Linked DNA regions of Gossypium hirsutum: region 1 is linked to region 2. Evidence: chromatin contacts called from public Hi-C data. All regions are on one chromosome and are shown on one strand. The core of a region is the stretch at or near the end of the contact, and the rest is flanking DNA. Distances in the headings are between cores, read along the strand shown.

The links. A called contact is a pair of places that touch in the nucleus more often than the background predicts.
Region 1: a contact with region 2 is called in a Hi-C map of hypocotyl, with 1.8 times the contacts expected there. The contact joins two enhancer-like sites. A contact is called at or near these places in 2 of 34 Hi-C or Micro-C datasets (hypocotyl and petal).

What each region holds. Positions count from the first base shown.
Region 1 is chrA03:18,472,189-18,477,255 of Gossypium_hirsutum_v2.1, reverse strand. No RefSeq gene overlaps it. Among protein-coding and RNA genes, the nearest start is that of LOC121219118, 6.1 kb to the left of the region's middle. Within about 2 kb of position 1,550, at least 2 of the 9 cell types and tissues checked have an H3K27ac peak or open chromatin away from gene starts, as enhancers often do. A contact at or near this core is called in hypocotyl, where this site is marked.
Region 2 is chrA03:18,216,544-18,221,683 of Gossypium_hirsutum_v2.1, reverse strand. No RefSeq gene overlaps it. Among protein-coding and RNA genes, the nearest start is that of LOC107886148, 50 kb to the left of the region's middle. Within about 2 kb of position 2,438, at least 3 of the 9 cell types and tissues checked have an H3K27ac peak or open chromatin away from gene starts, as enhancers often do. A contact at or near this core is called in hypocotyl, where this site is marked.

The DNA.
Region 1 (5,067 bases), core at 301-2,800, 260 kb before region 2:
TAAAGAACTATGATTGAACCCTCCATTATTATATATCATTATGAAAGCAACTTAATAAGTGCTCATCATGGGATATTTTTGATCTCTTTGGGTTTAATTCATTCAACCAAATTGATGCTATTTTATTTTAAGGTAATCATTACATCTTCCTTCATTAAAAAGTCAATTATTAATAAATTATAATTAAATCATTTGTCCTAAACAAATAACCCATGACCACGTTACCTTCCATCCATCCTATAATGCCAATGAGTTGATATCATTTACCCTTTATTAGGTTGTGAATTCCACTATTGTCAATAAAGCACTGCCATGAAACAGTCTTATACCCAACTTACCAACTTTCGACTCTTTAGTTATTTGAACTTAGACTTTTAATACACTAAAGTATATGAGGTACACACACATAGTCAATCACTTACTCATGATTGAGGTAAGCCACACTATAAATGTCATAAATGAATCATTCCATTGTCAATCTAGACAATCACATTTATGTCTCTATAACCAATCTTATAGGTCCGCGTGAAGAGCTTGTAACAGATGATTTCTAAGATGGCTCAAGGAGATTCGTGGAGTACTGGTCACGAATCACTTTGAATAATTAAAGGTATCAAACAAAATGCCATTTGTGTGTTGTATCTAGCAAGAGGTCCTTGTCAAACCACTTTATAATCTGCCATGTGTCGTTGTTGTGATAAGAATATAACAATATATGTAAGATAAAATTTATCTAATAGAGACTAACTACTCTACATCTTAAAATGTTACCTATTTAGCTTATTATTATTTGTACTCATTAACCGGATTGGCTTTGGGGAAAAAAATACTTTAACTTTGAAAGTTTGAACTTTAAAGCTATTTATGCATATTAAGAAATGTAATGATTTTCTAGAGAAATTAATTTTATTATTTTAGCCAAAATTGAAAGGATAATGTTGAAATTTTATATTTACATATAAATACATTTATATTAATGTAATTGAAATATTTTTATTAAAAAATAATTAACATATATATTATTTATTAAAAAGATTTAAATTAGATTATATATTTATATATAATAAATATTGTTAAATTCAAAACATATCGATATATATATAAATATTAGATTAAAATATCAAATTTACCGATAGTGACTAACTTATTTATGTATTAGTATATGATATATTTACATAAATAATATATGGCTCATTGTTATTGGTATGGTGAAAATTAATATTGGATTGGGTTAACGCAAAAGATAGACTTTTAACTTCTGAAAGTTTGGGATTGAAATAACTTCTACTGCAATTGATATTCACACTATCATTTTCAACATATTTGTAAGTCTCAAGATAGAGTTGGTAATAATAAACATCACGCCAAAAATATTAATATATAATAATATGAATAGATAAATATTTTAAAATTTATGTTATTATCATGATATATAAAAAAACTGTATAAATATGAAACAACTTAAGTAAGATTACCTACAAAAGTCACAACAATCAGATTAGGACCTCCCATCGTCATCACCATTCTACATATCTATTCTTGGGGCCACGCCAATATATATTGGCTAATGTAAATGCATCTTCATAAAGCCTAACGACTTAGAATTTGGCGTCTTCCCGACTCCGACGCCGGGAGCAAAAGTTTCATTGGTAGTCATTCGTGTCTGCCTATTATATTGATGGATTTTTTTTCTTTGTTAGTATATAATTTAATCATATTTTTAAATTTAAACACTTTATGTGACTCTTATTCCAATCATTAATTTAATTATAAAATTAAAAATATATTTTTAAATTATAATTAATATTAATGCTTGGTTGAATATATAATTTAATACATGAATTTTGATTTGATGTAATTATACATATGAATTTTGATTTGATTTGATTTGATGTAATTATACACATAAAACTTAAATTGTGGTTCATATGTATAGGTGAAACTTTTATTTTAATTCACTCATACACATTTAAAGAAATGAATACAAGCATTTATTTTCATATCGAATTAATATAATTATTTGTGTATGTAATATATTAACATAAAACGGTGTTAATTCGATAATGTTGTTAGTGATTTATGAAATTTGAATTAAATCAAAATTTCATATATAAATTCGCATAAAATCAAAGTTAAGATATAATTTTCATATTTATCCCTTAATATTAATTTTACATCACTTTTATATTTTTATACTTTTATATCGTCTTTAAATAAAACAATTAAAGATTTAAAATCTAAATATTCAACACGTACTAGTTCCATATTAATTATTGATTATCTCCTTCTCATATGTCAAAATCTAATAAATAATTATATTAGAGAGACATTTTTAAGTAAAAGCAATTATATAACAATGATGGAATAAGAAAAGAAAATGAGTTAGAAACATAGATGCCCAGCCTTGATCCAACACTAATCAACTATAAGTTTTATCATTAAAGCAGGGACTTGATCCAACATTAATTTTATAATAATAATTTTGATGTATAATTTTTTAATTTTACATCAATTCATTTTTTTTTGTTAATATCAATCTAGTTAGAACACCGCTAAGCCAAATGGGAATGCTTCCTATAGATCAAGAGAGAATTACTGCTAACTTTGTTTTTTATTCTTCGATTTTTTTTTCTTCGTCTAGTAGATTCTAATTCATACATGTGCTATTCATATTATTTAATTATGAACTCTTTTTAATCATTTTCTTCATATCATGAGCAGTAGGCAGAAAGGGAAAGCCTAGATTTGATTAGCTCTTGCAGAAAATGAAAGCCATTTCAACGAGATTAACCTCGCACAAGATAAATCTTGTAATGAAAATACAATAAAATAAAATTTTAACACAAAAATAGTACAAATTCAATATATACATGTCAAAATTTAAATAACATATATCAATATTATATAAATTAGATATTTTTCACTATGTGAGTGTAAGTGAAAGAAATGAAAGAAAAAAGTTACGATAGTTTTTTCCATAATGAAAGACATCTTTATTTGATAATTTTATATATAATTTAATTTTGATTTTTTTTTCTCTTTTACTGACTTCGTTGATATTACATGGTGGAGTGATTTAAAAAAAAACACCAAACTTCATATCTATTATATAAATATAAAAACGAAGTAAATATACATATAATATTCTAATACAGCTTTTACTATCTAGCTTTTCAGAGCAAAAATAGTTAGTGCACGCCGAAAACTACATGGACCATTGAAAAGGATAAGGCAAGCAATTTATTTCCGAGGCCTTAACGTTATCTTTAATGGTGTTGAGCCTTAGGAGTTCAGAAGATTAATCTTCAAATGCATTACTACTTGAGAGGAATGAATTATTTTTAAGATTGTTCATGAAGGAACTATTACTATTAAGTAACCTAAACTTTAAATGTTTACATCTAAGTTTGAAAATCAAAGAATGCTAGAAGTTGAATCTTTGTATGTGACATCACTAACCAAGCATTTGCTCTTGGTGAAGAGTACTCAAATGTCAAGTTGGTGCACAAAGTTTTGAGGTCTCTCCTTGAACATTTTGCCGTAAAGGTGATTGCCACAAAGGAGGCTATGGACAACAACTCAAAGAGAATTGATGAGTTGATAGTGTCCCTGCAAATGTTCGAAATTAATGTGGAGGAAATCAAAATGGGCAAAATTAAGACATAAAAGAATATTGCTCTACAAGCTTGTCCTATTGTAATTAAAGAATAAACTACCCATGAGGGTGTGTAGGACCAGTTAATACTTTTAACTAAGAGCTTCAACTAAGTATTCAAGAAGCTATCCGAAAAGAGCAAAGGATTTGAAAGAGGCCATAACTTTAATAAAGGAAAAAGGAACGTAGTAGCCATTAGTAACAAAATCCCTAAGGAGAAAATGAAAAGAATCCAATGTTATTAATGTCAGAGATATGACCATACACAAGTCGGGTTTGCCAAAGCACTGAAGAAAATGAAGTCATTATTCATAGCATGGAGTGATGATGCTTCTACCAGTGAGCAGGATGAAGATGAGGTGCACCTGAGCAATTATGTAGCCTTTACATCCAAAGTTGTAACTAAAGTTTCAACTGATTCAGTAAACTACAATGATAGTGACATTGAATCCACAGACTACTTCATGGATAATTACTAGGCAATTCTTGATAAGTGGGATCATGTTTGTAAGATTAATGTGAGACTTATTGATGATAATTCTATTATGATACATGAGAATTGTAGGATTTTGTAGAAGCTTAAAGAAAAAAAGCTCATTGCCAACTAAGAAAGGAGCTAAACTCATTGCAAATGTGAAAGAGTTAACTACACCTTAGTCCATATTAAAAAGGTTGGTTTGAGGAGTGCAAAATTGGATGAGATCCTTTCAATTAAAAGAATAGAACTAGGGAAAGGAAGGCTGCAATATGTTGACACCAAAAATGAAATAGTTAATTCAATAGTCTTTGTGAAAGCAAATGAGCATAAGGAAACATAAGGATCATAGAAGAAAGCTGTTAATTACAGATGATGAAACAATGGATGATTAAATCATCTCTTGTACAATTGTATCATAGTGGATTACTCTCCAAGCAAGGCTACAGGGACATAGAAAAAGGATCTAAATTGCATAGCCAATTTGTGTGTTCCTTGTTGTATTTTTCCAGTTTAAGTTATTTCTTTAGTTTCAACTCACAATACAATTGGGTTGATATAGATACTCAATTTTGGCTACTAACATTTTATTTCTTCCTTGAGATAAATAATATTATATTTCAAGAAATTGTGCTACCAAGCATAAAACAAGTAGCATTGTTATTTCACTTAATATCTCTTCCGTAGCAATAATTGTTGTTTAGAATAATTATTGTTTAGAACAACTATTGTTTGAGAATAGCTATGTTCAAACTAGGGCTTTAGTTAGAACAATTTTCATCTAGTGTAGCTATTATCTGAAAACAACTTGATTTGCCACAATGAATTGTGCAAATTAAGCTCTTTTAAACATTTAATGAGCTCGTATTCGAGTAATTTGTTATCATTTTATTCAATTTATAGATTTAGTAATTTTATCTTTGAATTCAATAAAACT
Region 2 (5,140 bases), core at 1,189-3,688:
CCCTTTATCCATCAAGCATAAATTTCACATTTTATCATCCATTGTTAACATCCAATTTGGCACACACCACAAGAATAATAACACATTTCATGCATGTATCAATATTTAGGGATTTCAACCTAATAATCAATAAGACAAAATGAAATAATATACCAATATGGGCTATCACTTTGGTTAACAAATATGAAACATATAATAAAATACTAAGTCCCCTACACATGCCATACTTAAATGTATCCAGTCAAATATACCACAAAAGATTTGTTGATAGTGTGACTTGAGCTCCGACGTCCACGATCCCTGAGCTAGCTTGGCTATACTAAAAGAAAAAGGAAAAGAGAGAGGGGTAAGCATAAAGCTTAGTAAGTTGTATCTAAATAATAAACAACATAAGTCAGGAAATTCATGGATTAAACATGTTATCAATTACCACTACATTATCATGCTACACAGAATGAGCTTACTGAGGATTGACAATCAGTGTCCTTGAACATCCTACTTTTCTTACTCTTTCATACTCATGCTAAACTTCCCATCATGAATCGATTTTAATATTCATGAGATTTACGCACATACCTGTACCATACATTCTTGCTTATGATACCCCATTCTCTTTAACCATAATCTTGAATGGCTTGTTGAACCACCCAGAATACTGAAGGATGTTCGGAATCATCATGTACAAAATAGAGTACCAAAGCCATGTCCCAGACCTAGTCTTACATGGATCCACATATCAATGCCATATCCCGGATATGGTCTTATACGAAGTCTCACGTCAGTGCCGATGCCATGTCCCAGACATGGTCTTACACTAGCACACATATCAACGCCAATGCAATGTCCCAAACATGGTCTTACTCTGGCTCACATATCAACGCCGATGCCATATCCCAGACATGGTCTTACACTGGCTCACATATAAATGTCGATGCCATGTCCTAAACATGGTCTTACACTGGCTCACATATCAACGCCGATGCCATGTCCCAGACATGGTCTTACACTTCTTACATATCAACGCTGATGCCATGTCCCAGATATGGTCTTACATTGTCTCACATATCAATGCCGATGCCATGTCCCAAACATGGTCTTACACTAGCTTACATATCAATGCCAATGCCATGTCCCAGACATGGTCTTACACGGGATCTCATTAACCAAGGTGTCATGAAATTCGAATCTTAAGCATTCTTCAGGGTCCATTGGGACTTCCAAGATACAAAGCTATCATCAAGTTTCCATTGAATCATCACAAGCCAATTTCATTAGGGCATATATACATGTATCTTATAAGATCAAATATTAAACACATAGTATTGGAATTGTTGAATTACTTACACCTTACTTACCTCGGTGCAAAATGTGACAATTTGCAATTTAATCCACAACCTTGCCTTTTCCTCGGTCAAACTCGATTCCTCAGTCAAGGTCGATTCCTCGTCCCTCTTGATCTATAATAGTACATTTAGTTCATTTAATACATGCACTATTCAATTCAGTCCAAAAATTACAATATGACAAAATTATAATTTTGCCACTAAAGTTTTACAAAATTACAAAATTACCCTAGGCTTGTAAAATGAAAAGTACCCCAATTTTCTCATTATTCAAGCCCAGTCAAATCATTTTCTATCTTATACAACCCACATTTTTCATTTATTCACACATTTACACATAGTTTTACAACTTTTACAATTAAGTCCTTTTTATCAATTTCACCAAAAACCACTTGGTAAAAGTTGTTTATCATACATCAAACTTCCATATTCTTCCATTAGACATCAAAGCGCAAACTTGTAATTCATGGGTATATTTTTGAACATGAACCCTAGCTCAAGTTAAGGGTAGAAATAGCTAAATCGAGCTACGAGAATTTCAAAAATATAAAGAACATTAAAAACGGGGCTAGGATATACTTACTTTTAAGCTTGAAGATGAAAGAAACCCTAGCTATGGCTTCTTGTGATATTCGGCCAAGGAGGATGAAGATGAACACAAATTTTGACTATTTTTCCCTTTTTTAATTCTTTTATTAACCAATGGACCAAAATGCCTGTAACGCCCCAAAAATTGGGCCTAGAAATATTGGGTTTGGAGACCGAGTTCGGGTAGAAGATGGCCCGAAATAGAATTATTGATGTTTTAACTTTTTACGGGAAATTATTATCAATATTGTTATTAATTATTTTGTGTAGGATCTAAGTGAGTTACGATGGATTTATAGTGTGGGAAAAGGCTTGGGTTTGATTCAAGACTCTAGCAAAAAATAAATAAATTTTATGCTACCTTAGGGAATCTAGGCAGTAGGCCTTATTAATAATTTGGGCTGAGTTTTAGCATAAACAAGCACCTAGCTCAGTGGCTAAGCACGATAGGAGGGCGTGGGAGGTGCTTGGGTTCAAGGCATGGGGCGCACAAATGGTTGTTTTATTTTAGTATTCAGGTTGCGGTTAAAATAGGGGTTAAGAGGAGTTACGAGCATAATCCAGCACAAGGAGTGCCCGTGGCGCAGTGGCAGCAACGTGCTAGGCACGCGGAGAGGGCGCAGGTTCGAGTCCTTGCGCGGGCGAATTCTATTTTCTTTTAAAGCGGGCCAGAACTGAAGCAGGTAAGGGTTATAAATTACTGTGGCAGTATTATATCAAAAACAAGGTTGCGTCCCAGTGGCCAACGGCGTAGGGGTGGGCCTGGAGAACCAAGGTTCGAGCTGTTGTGTATGCGAAGGACTCTCTTTTTGCTACATGCGTGAGGGAGAGTAGTAGAGTTGGACCGAAACTCTTCTTAGCAGCATGATAAAAAGGTGGATAAGGCCGAAACTCTTCTTAGCAGCATGATAAAAAGGTGGATAAGGCTGCTGATCAGTTAGGAGTTTGAATGAATTTCAAATTGAATTTGGCTAAGAATTAAGGAGAAAAACATAGAATTTAAGTCAGGAAGGAATTGTGAAGAAACTATTCTTTTAATTTTGGGCTTTTATGAGTGGTTTCCTTCTTGTTCATCTCTTCTTCATCAAGAACCGAACCTATCTTCTTCTACTCTTCTCTTCTCTTTTTACTCATCTTTTCTCTCTATTAAAGATAGCCTATTACCCTTAAAAGCTGAAACCTTCATAAGTCATAGTGATTCGGGAATTAATATCTAGTTCTATTCTTTACTCGCATTTTAAGATTGGATTTACTGTGGATCTGAGATTGGGGAAGTGTTGGAAACGCTCTTGACAAGTACATCGTTGGTGATAAGTACTCAGAATCTTATTTCCATTCTTTATTTCGGGATTTAAAGAAAAGCCAAAAACCCCTATATGCAACAATTGCCTGTCGACTAAACTAAAAGGGTTTAGTGGTGTTATTTGATTTGTTTTGCTCTAGCGTGGATTAAAGGCTACTGATCGACGGCTTGGATAATTGGAACGACTAGATTTAGATCTAATCCATATTCTGGAAAAGGCAACTCGTGTGTGGAAATCGTTAACGTTTCATCAAAAAACAGGTGTGTAAACGACACCCACTAGTAGACTAGATCGACAAAAGCCGAAAAGCTGAAATTCTAAAAAGCCGGCATTTCGAGAACTTGCGAGCGTGCGAGCGCTCATGGGATTGTTTGTATTGATAATTTTGGTATCTTCAACGGTAAGATTTCAAAGTGCACAATTTCGTGCACCTCGGTGAATTTGGACTTCATGGGCCAAAATTAGTAATGGGCAACGGGCCTATTTCGGTAAAAACGTCCGGTAAGTATTTTGAAGACACGTTAATAATTGTAATGAGCATGAAACCCTAAAAAGACTGATAAAATTACTGAAATACCTCTGTAAGGTAGAATTACCGTAATACCCCTAAAGGGGTAAGTTTACGATTACGCCCCTCGAGGGTAAATAACTGTTCTTACGCTATAATCTGACTGTCTTTCTGAAGCATGCCTTGTTAATTATATATATATTCTACATACATGTCATACTGCATGGAGTTGGGTTTTGTTATGGAGGAAGAACCCGTTCTGGTGGCTGTGCCAAATATTCTGATATAAGCAGCTTTGCTGCGGATTATAGTTAGTGCCACAACTAGTGCTAACACTGTAAGTGTAGGGATGACGTGGGTGATTTATTCCCCACAGGAAGTGTAGGGATGGACGGAGGCAAGTGCAGGGTTGGATGGGGTTATCATGCATTAATCATATGAAACTGTTTTGTTATGGGCCCAACTATGTTAATATGGGCAAGGCCCAATATATCTCAACTTGTAATAGGGCTATGGCCCAGATTAATATTGATATGGGCTAAGGCCCACTTAACTCTGATTTCTGAATAGGGCCTAGGCCCAGTAAAACTTGAATTGATTTGGGCTCTGGTTGGGATACTTTACACACTGAGTTTTCCAAACTCACCCCTTCCTTTTTACCCTTGTAGGTGAGCCTTAAACTGGGGACTTGGAGCTGGTAGGATTTAGGGTGGCCACGTGGACAACGCAGATGGTTTTTAATTAAATTAGTAGTTCTTTAAGTTATTTTTCAGTTATATTTCGGGTTGTAACAAGGCCGCTTTAATTATTTTTAAATGTTTTTAGTATGTTTTGTTAGCTTAGATATGATATTGTTTTAATTGTTTGAAATTGAATAGCTCTAGGGCGCATTTTAAAAGGGTTACTTGATTTCAAAATATCGCGATAACAAAGCAAAGCTTCCGCAACGAAAACATTTTCAAAATTAATAACCTTTTCAAATGGTTTTTAACGAATTGGTTTTCCATGAATAATCACTCAGTTAAAGTGTGGAAATGGTTGTGTGCATGTCTAGGATTGGATCCGTGGAGAGCTGGGTACTTAAGCAGTCTAATTGACTCACCTCCTCTTTTCTGGCATCCTACCTGATGCACAGCTTCTATTCACTTTAATCTATAACGAAGATATTCTTTAAACACTAAGAAAGACTTTAGATAAAACATGACTTTTCTAGTAACGCTTCAATGTGACACTCCGGATTCGATCATAACGTCTGGGCTGGGTTTGGGGTGTTACAATGCCCTTCCATTAAAACCTTGATATTTTATCCCTCCTATGTCCATTTTTGTCCATAATGACATATAGTGGTCTAATTGCCAAATAAGGACTTTAAAATTTCAACTCTCATCACATTTAAG